Linked DNA regions of Zea mays: all the other regions are linked to region 3. A link is a contact called in public Hi-C data. All regions are on one chromosome and are shown on one strand. The core of a region is the stretch at or near the end of the contact, and the rest is flanking DNA. Distances in the headings are between cores, read along the strand shown.

Evidence for each region. A called contact is a pair of places that touch in the nucleus more often than the background predicts.
Region 1: a Hi-C map of tassel shows a contact between it and region 3, with 5 times the contacts expected there. The contact joins the promoter of LOC100383211 here to the promoter of LOC100273983 in region 3. A contact is called at or near these places in 12 of 25 Hi-C or Micro-C datasets (bundle sheath, ear, leaf and 3 more) and 2 of 3 datasets of contacts at active chromatin or transcription factors (leaf and seedling).
Region 2: a Hi-C map of tassel shows a contact between it and region 3, with 4 times the contacts expected there. The contact joins the enhancer-like site here to the promoter of LOC100273983 in region 3. A contact is called at or near these places in 3 of 25 Hi-C or Micro-C datasets (bundle sheath, endosperm and tassel).

Annotation. Positions count from the first base shown.
Region 1 is chr2:5,775,991-5,778,690 of Zm-B73-REFERENCE-NAM-5.0, forward strand. LOC100383211 (putative RING zinc finger domain superfamily protein) reads right to left here and starts at 1,295. Exons shown (of 7, transcript NM_001175873.1): 1 at 1,106-1,295; 2 at 1-72.
Region 2 is chr2:5,757,957-5,760,656 of Zm-B73-REFERENCE-NAM-5.0, forward strand. No RefSeq gene overlaps it. Among protein-coding and RNA genes, the nearest start is that of LOC111591036, 6.8 kb to the right of the region's middle. Within about 2 kb of position 1,340, at least 19 of the 20 cell types and tissues checked have an H3K27ac peak or open chromatin away from gene starts, as enhancers often do. A contact at or near this core is called in bundle sheath, endosperm and tassel, where this site is marked.
Region 3 is chr2:6,038,867-6,041,566 of Zm-B73-REFERENCE-NAM-5.0, forward strand. It overlaps LOC100273983, which reads left to right and starts at 1,386. Exons shown (of 8, transcript NM_001148369.1): 1 at 1,386-1,747; 2 at 2,636-2,700. The coding sequence starts at 1,661.

The sequences.
Region 1 (2,700 bases), core at 45-2,544, 260 kb before region 3:
GGGCAATTAGATATCAATTTGTTGGCTGCCTTGGCATCTCTGATGGTTCCTCTTTCCAGTAGTTTAAAGGACCTGTCAGTTGTAAGTAACACATCAAACATTTAGGCCCCCGAATTGTGCTCCAACTTTATTGGAACACAAGAAAACTGACTGAAATGAACGGGATACAGAAGGCTACGATTTATCTAGGCTATTCCTTCAACAGTTGCCACCAAAATATGCCAACTGTAGATACAAGAAACTGTTGTCTGCACTCCAAAATATTGTAATTCTACTCCCGGTTGTTACTCTATGGAAGTAGCTGCGCCTGTTTTGGTCTCACACATTACTGTACTAGACATCAACTAATCAGGGTATTGGCAACTAATCTGGCTGTAGCAATCTTGGCATGAGCCGCATTTGGTGTGGCGTACGCGTGCACCAAACTTGATGGTTTGGGTTGCTGTTGCGAGCAAAAAGCTGTGGTGATGCATGCATTTTAATGGGTGAAAGCAAAGCACGGTGAATGTACAATGCATGCGACCTAAACAGATGGACCGCATGCAGGATGGGGCCCATTGATTCTGTGGACGCTCGCTCAAAATATACAGCCTTTTTCTTTTGCATTTATTTTTTCCCTTCCCTATCGGTTTGCAAAAGGACGCTGTAAAAGAAACAAAAATAAAAAGGAAAAAGACGGAGGTAGCGATCCACTGTTTCAAAGAGGAGCATCGATTCCCTCTGCGATCACGAAACTGGAAAAGTCTGGAATACGGGAGCAGCTAGAGATTTTTAACTGAACCAAGAACGCCCAATACATCCATCTATCCATGTATCGCGAGCAAAGAAAAAAAGAGTTTTTTTTGTTTGAACATGGAAGTTGAGAATTTTGCTTCTGAAAAAAACAAGAATTGTTGATAGTTCAACGAGAGCCATATCCAGGCCGCTCCATGGACAACTACTGTGGATTGAAACATGAAGGAAACAGCGAGAGAAAAAAACACATATTTGCGACGGAATCATGGACTGGAACAAGAGAAAGGGATTGTTTCCCCATGCAAAATCAAGAGATAAGACGGAAAATAAAAAAAGGAGCAGTTTGATAGAGAGGTGGAACAAACCGTACCAGAAACTGGCCCAGAGTTTCTGAACAACTCGCAAGAACCGCAATCCAGGCAAAAAGAACAGGCTGGTTCCGATTTCTCTTCTTTCCTCTCTCCTCCTGTTTCTCCACGGAGAGGAAGAGAAAGAATCAACCCAGCAGACGGAAGAAACAAGAGCCGAGTGACTGATTGCGAGAGAGAGAGGCAGCAGACAGATGGAAGGGTGGGCACGACGAGAGAGAATTCAGAGAGAAAGAGGGGGATCGGTGGAGTGGGTGGAGAAGAAGAAGAGGGGAGGAAGGGAATGGGTGGAGGAAAATTTGTCAAGAGGGGGAGAGAGAGGGGGGGAGAAAGACAGGGAGGAGGAGGGTGGGGTGGCGATGAGAGGATGCAAGCGCGGTGGGAGAGAGAAGTTTGGCTGAATTCGGGTTTATTTATTTCTCCCTCCCCTCTCCCTCACTCCCCTCTGGCGTCTGGGTCTTCGCAAGGATCCCTTTTCCTCCCCCCACTAAATGCGCCCCATTGGAATTAGCAGGAGTAGCCCCCCTTAAAGAAGGGCCAAAGATTAGAGAGGAGGAGGCCTGCGTCGTGTTGTCTTTCACATGACCTCCCTGCCCCTGACCCTTTTTGTGGCGTTGCGGCAGCAACACTACGACAGCAAAGCGCCTCTCCTCTCAGTCTCTCTTTCAGTCTTTCTCTCTTTCCTTTGCATGCACAGCACAGCACAGCATCAGGATGGATGGATGGCTACGGTCATGGAGTGACGCTCTCTAGCTCATCCCTTGCACTGCATTGAATAGTATCTTTTTCTTCTTCTTCTTGCGATCCTTTTTCATTGAATATCTCTAGGTGCGATCCAAGTGTCATGAGACATGTTAGTTGGATTGTGTGTGTGCAGTTGCTGCGCATTTGTCAGCTCATGAGAAAACCATGAAAGCGAGTTAATTGTTTCAGATCAAGCTACTACCCCTACCATTTATTATTATGCATCAACTTGTGAGCTGTGTTGGAGCCTCCTCTGGTGATTCTGTTTTTCACCTGCTAAACTGCTAAAGGTCATTTCCCGGCAACTAATCAAGCTGTGCGGCCTGTGCTGCGTGGGTTTGGCGTCTCATTTGGTCCCATGGCCATGGACCAGCTAGCATGGTTGGCTGTCAGGCGCTTATTCTCATTGAATATCTCGCCTTGTTCAAGCAAAACAGGCCAAGGAAAAAAAAAGGGGGCATTGACAGCTCGTGAGAAAGAAAACAGTCCTTGATACATGCACGGAAATCATCTGGATCCACCACGTACCGTCATCTCCATCCCATCCACGCTGCGTTTCAGTTTTGTTTCGTGTTCCACCGGCGATGCGGGAGCGTCTCACACACACGCCACTGGTCCTGGCCGCATGGTTTCTGTAAAAAAAAAACTTCCGTGGAACTCGCACTGGAATCCCTCTGGCCGAAGACGTCCTAATCCGTAGGCATCTGATAATGTATTGAGAATTCGTTCGGTGTGCTGTGGTGACCAAGCAAAGCATATGCCGATGCCGCTGTTGTTTGGCGCTCATGCATGCGTCGTCAGCACACAGCGGCTTAGGCAGGCAGCCCTTGCAGTTGCAGACACAGGCACACAA
Region 2 (2,700 bases), core at 90-2,589, 280 kb before region 3:
TACTCTGCCGCGCACTGGGCCAGGCCAATGAATGATGATGATGATTCCGTTCCATGGTTTTGTTTTGATTTTTCTTTTAATAATACAGCAAGTGAGCGACGAACGGAACGCCTCGTTGTATTCCTGGTTACTCCATCCACCAGCACCCCGGCTGCTGGCTGGCTGGCTTTGTTTATTGGGGGCCGTCGCGGACAGATAAGATAGCAACCCGGCTCCACCACCTCCCCACCCCCACTGCGCGGCCCGGGCCGTCGTCGCTGTCGCGGCCCTGCGCTGCTGTCTTCGTCTCCATCACACCTCTCCATCCTCATACTGCACACGTAACGTACAGACGATAAAACAGCCAAGCCAATGCCTAGATCATCCAGATAGACGCATGATTGCCGTTCTCGATCTGGCTTGTATATATTTGGACGGAGCACCGTACGTACTCCGGCCCCGTCGGCCGTCGCTCTCGCCGTGTCTGCTCGACCACCTTTGCTGCTGCCTGCCGGCCATCCGTCAGGGCAGGTGGTACGTACAATTAGAATGTACAGCTCGACGCCACCACACGTATATATATTCATGGCCGCACCGACCGGCGTTGTTGCATGGGCATGGCGCGCCTGCCACTCACTGCCAGGGCCCCGCGGCGCCTCCGACCGCCGCATTCATTTGAATTCAACACGGGCGAGGCAGAGCCGCGTGCAGCGCGCACTCGGGGTCAGATGCTTACAAACAGATGGATGCAGTTCACCAGGGAGGCAGGGACCAGGTCATAACCTGGTACCACGAGTAAATACTGGATCTAGATAGCCGCATGCGCTGTGTTCCAGTACGGCGTCTCGTACTGGTCTGGAGCTCGGTTGGTCTACAGGCAGCAAGCTGGTGGTGTGCGTACGGCTCCCGCGCGGACCCAGGCCCAGAGAGTGCGTGACGCCAGCCGAGAACGCGGGGCGTGTGAATGCGGACGCCACCGACATCATTGATGTTGTACTGCGCGAGTCGTTGCGTCCACCGCGCGATTTTCATAACAGAACTCCCTCCCACCCACCCACCCACCCACCCAAGTCTTTGAAATCGGTTGGGGCACACACCTACCTGCACACGGCCGCGGCACCCAACACCTGCTCCAGCTCCGCTGGGTCCCGTCCCGTCCCGTCCTGTTCCCGTGAGGAGGCGACGAGCCGACGACTGGACCGCCCGTCCGCACCCCACCTCACCTCACCTACGCCGCGGATCGGATCGTGGACGGGATTCCTCCACACCCACCCACCCACCCACCCTATGCCGGCGGCCCTCTTCTCGTCTGTAGCCCTAGCCGCCGCACCGACCTGCACTGCCCCCGCCCCGCCCCCTAGCATTTGCCTGCACCGACCGAGCTATAAAAGCGACCACGCAGACACCTGGCCCCTACGCCGCGCCGTGGTCCACGCGTCAGCGCCCCGCCGTGCCGTCGCGGCAGGGTGCAACCGTGCAAGTGTAACGGGGGACGTGGACAGGATGTGGACGCGGTTAGCCCGCCGCGGACGTCATTAACGTGAATGATTGGGGGGGTGGGGGTTAGATAATGGGCGGCCGATGCCGTCGCTGGCAAGCAATTTGACGTCCCGTGTCCGGATTATTCGGCCGGCCGAGGAGGATGGATGGGGTGAGGTTCCGTGGACGAGGGGGCCACGTCCACGTCGACGCGCATCACCCCCCGACGCCACATGGACATGTCGGCGGTGCGCGCACTCTCGCCCCTATCCGAAGACCGAAGCCGGCGGCGGTTGGTTGGGGGTTGGACAAATTAGTACGCGCACCAAACGTACGGGCGCCTGGGCAGGCAGAGGCAGGTGCCCGCGCCCTGTTTGTTGGTATTGGTACCTCTTGCTCTCCTCCTCCAGCCAACGCGTGCGATGATAGATAATCCCTCCGTTTCTTTTTATTTGTCGCTGAATAGTGCAATTTTACACTATTCAGCGACAAATAAAAAGAAACGGGGGGAGTAGGAGAACTGGCTACCGACTCGGGCAGGGCGCGACGTCAGGACGTGTGCAGCCCTAGTTTTTAAATTTTTAGTGACACTACTGCTGCTGCTGCTGATCGTGTAAAATCAGTCAAGTGCGGCGTCCACTACGGGAGTCTACTACACTACACGGTCGCTGATCGACGCCGTACCCCTACTGGATTTCTTCAGAGCGATGATGATGGGTTTCTCCTCCTGTCCACTCGTAATCTCCACCGCAAGTACCCGGCACGTAGTACTATTCAATCATTATCTCTTTCGTCTGGTCCTTGGCGCAGGGGATACAGTGACGACGTTCTCTTGTCCTGCACGACGGCGGTACTGTTGACGCTGGTAAATTCAATATCGTTGACGTGCCCACACATGCCAGTGCCACTATGCGATGCTTAATTTCTTTCTGTGCCAACAGTTACTCCCTCCGTAGTGTTGCCGTCCACACGATTCGTGTCCAACTTTGTCGACAGTAACTAAGAAACTGTAGCAAATCACTGATTTATAGTGTAAGAGCATGTATTATACATAGATGTGACAATGGATTCTCTAACTTTTACACCATAACATTTACGGATCGGATCGAATTGAGTTCAGGCTCTAATTCTATGTATTTTTGAAACTAGAATTTATTTAGCGCTCTAACAAACTGTGAAAAAAATATTTGGATCGTGGTCCATTACTACCCCTAAGTATACATGGACAAGAAAGATCAAGAC
Region 3 (2,700 bases), core at 136-2,635:
AGGCCGGAGCGGACGGACGAGCTGTGCCAACATCGTGGATAAGATAATCACGTCCTGCTGCTGCTGCAGTAAAAAGCAGTTAGGAAACACTCCAGTTCTGTGCTGGGGACGCGTCATGGTCCATCAGAACAACGATCAACAACGGCACACTTTATTACCATCTGCCTGCGACATGCGCCACTTCCTTGCTGGTGCGTGCGCCGGGTTTGTCTGGAAAGCAATGGTAGGGCCATCCATTTGTGTGTGTGTGTGTGTTTTCATCTATACACACGCGCGCAAGTTGTCCTTAAACGTTTGTCCTCCTAACTCTAACTCTGTTCCTGTTTCTAGCAGCGAACGAAAAGCATCATTCACGAGTGGATAGCTCTTGTCTCTGTTACTCTACTCCTATTTAATTTAGCTGTTTTAAACTTTTAATGCACCAGAGAGCTAATACTTAGCTGCTACAGTTAGCTAGAGACATCTAAACAACTTATCTAATAGTTTACCCGTTAGTTATTTTTAGCTGGAGTCATTAAAACACCCATATTTAATAGTCCAGCTAACTGTATTAGCTACAAACTCGACTACACATTTGGTCATAAGCTAGTTTAACCTAACTAAAATCAGTTAATAGTTTCAACGGTCGCGGTCCTGCAGCGTACCGTGGAAACGACCACACCGATCGACTGTAACGCGGTTAGTTATTATTAATTGTCGGTTGACCTTGCCTACACTACACTACACGTAGGCCAGCTAGCATTGCCACGCTCTAAAGCCTCAACGCCGTGACCGGGGTACGCGGACGTCCCACGACACGGTCGTTTTGTCGCCGAAAAACACAGAAACCTCCCGCACGAGCCATTCACCATCTGTCCATCTGCACCGACTATTCCGACCCACCGAGCCTTCCACTCCGGCACGGCACGGCACGGAACGGCAGACGCCAGCGAAGCGGTCGGTTTCCACCCAATCCAATCCCATCGCGCCGGGCCCCGTCGTCCCCGCACGGCAGGAGTATACGATGTGACCGAGAGCGACAGCGACCAGCACCAGCACCAGCACCCGTCCGAGCCAAATACCCCCGCACCGATCGCGCGCACCTGCTTCCCACCCAAACTCGCCGTCCGCCTCCGCCACCACCCCCGCCCGCGCCCATAGCAAGCTCGCCTTCCACGCGCGCGGCCGCGCCAGCGCACCACGCCTCGCTTCGTTTTCCCGTTGCTTGACGCTGAATCCATTCCACCACCACCCAGGCACGGCCAGGCCAGCGCCAGCGCGTCGTCCCCGGCCCCCGCTCCGCCTCTCCGGTCGCGCCCGCCTCGGGGCGACCACCACCAAAATAGAAACTTCCGTGTGTAGGTGACCCCCGGCTTTACCCCCGCCCGACCGCCCCCACCCCACCCCGCCCACGCCTCCCTCCCTCCCGCCGGGACAAAACCGCCGCTCCTCCTCCTCCGCCCCTCCCCGCTCTTTCTGTGAGGCGGGAAGCGAGGCGGATGCCGAGGCGACGGGGCTCGCGCACCGCACGCGTGTGCCCGCCGCCCGGGGGCCAGGCGAGGTGGTGAGGTGAGGCCGAGCGCGGTTTTAAATTGTTCACCCGGCCGCCCTTCTCGCCGTAGTTTTCAGTGGTACAAGCAAGGGAGGAACGAACGTGAGGGCTGCCTGCCTGCCTGCGGACATGGGCTCCAGCCTCAAGTACCGATCTGGCCTGTGCCTCATCGTCGCCGTCGTGCTGATCTGGGTCATCTCTGCCGAGGTCACGCAGGTGCGCTGTGGATTCTGTAATCTTTTACGCGTGCTCCGCGGTCTCCTTGTTTATTTCGTCGGAGGTTCTTGGCTTGGGATGCATGCTGGCTTATCGGATTGGTTTTGGCTTGTTCAGCATCTCGGTTTTTAAAACGTTACGCGCAGGGTTGTCTGCAATAGAAAATTTCTCAGGGGAATGTTATGCATCTGGCACCATTCTGTCTTGAAAAGAACATCTGGCATCATTCTGAATCCAGCCGAGGCTTCACCACTGGACCTGGACTTTATTTATACCATAAAGAAACAAAGAAAAGTCAATTCTTATGCCTTCTACTGTATAATTCTGGAGTTAATGAGCCAAAAACTACATGTATGCTCATATGGATATCCGTCAAATCTGCTGTTAATGGTCTAACTACCTGTACCTGCCTGTCGTCAGTCCTCAGTGCTTAGCTTGTTCATGTAAACTCTGTCAAAGTATAATCATGTGGTGGTTCTGGTTGTGACAGTTCATCTGTGGCTCCTTGCCGGGTCCAGGGTGGTTGTGATTAGGAGTGGTAATGGATTACGATCCAAATGTTTCTTCACAATAAGTTAGGACCCTTAATTAATTTCAGTTTAAAATGAATAGGAACAGAGTTTGATCCTAATCCAATTCGATCCTTAAATTTTAGTGTAAAATCTAGATCCCATTACCACCCCTACTTGTGATATGCTTGATCACCTAAAATACATGATTAAAGGAGATACCGACGGGAATTAGAGGGCACTGGTAGTAGAATTTTGTCACCTCTCGACTGCAAAACACCTCCACTTCTAGTTCTTGGTTCTTTTATCTTTGGAAATTGTAAAGTCCACCTTGCGAAATATATTGAATGTTCATTTTGTAAAAAAAAATTTTGTGCAGGGGATATTCACAAAGTACAGACATCCATTTGCAGTTACTTACTTGGGGGCCTCCCTTATGGTCAT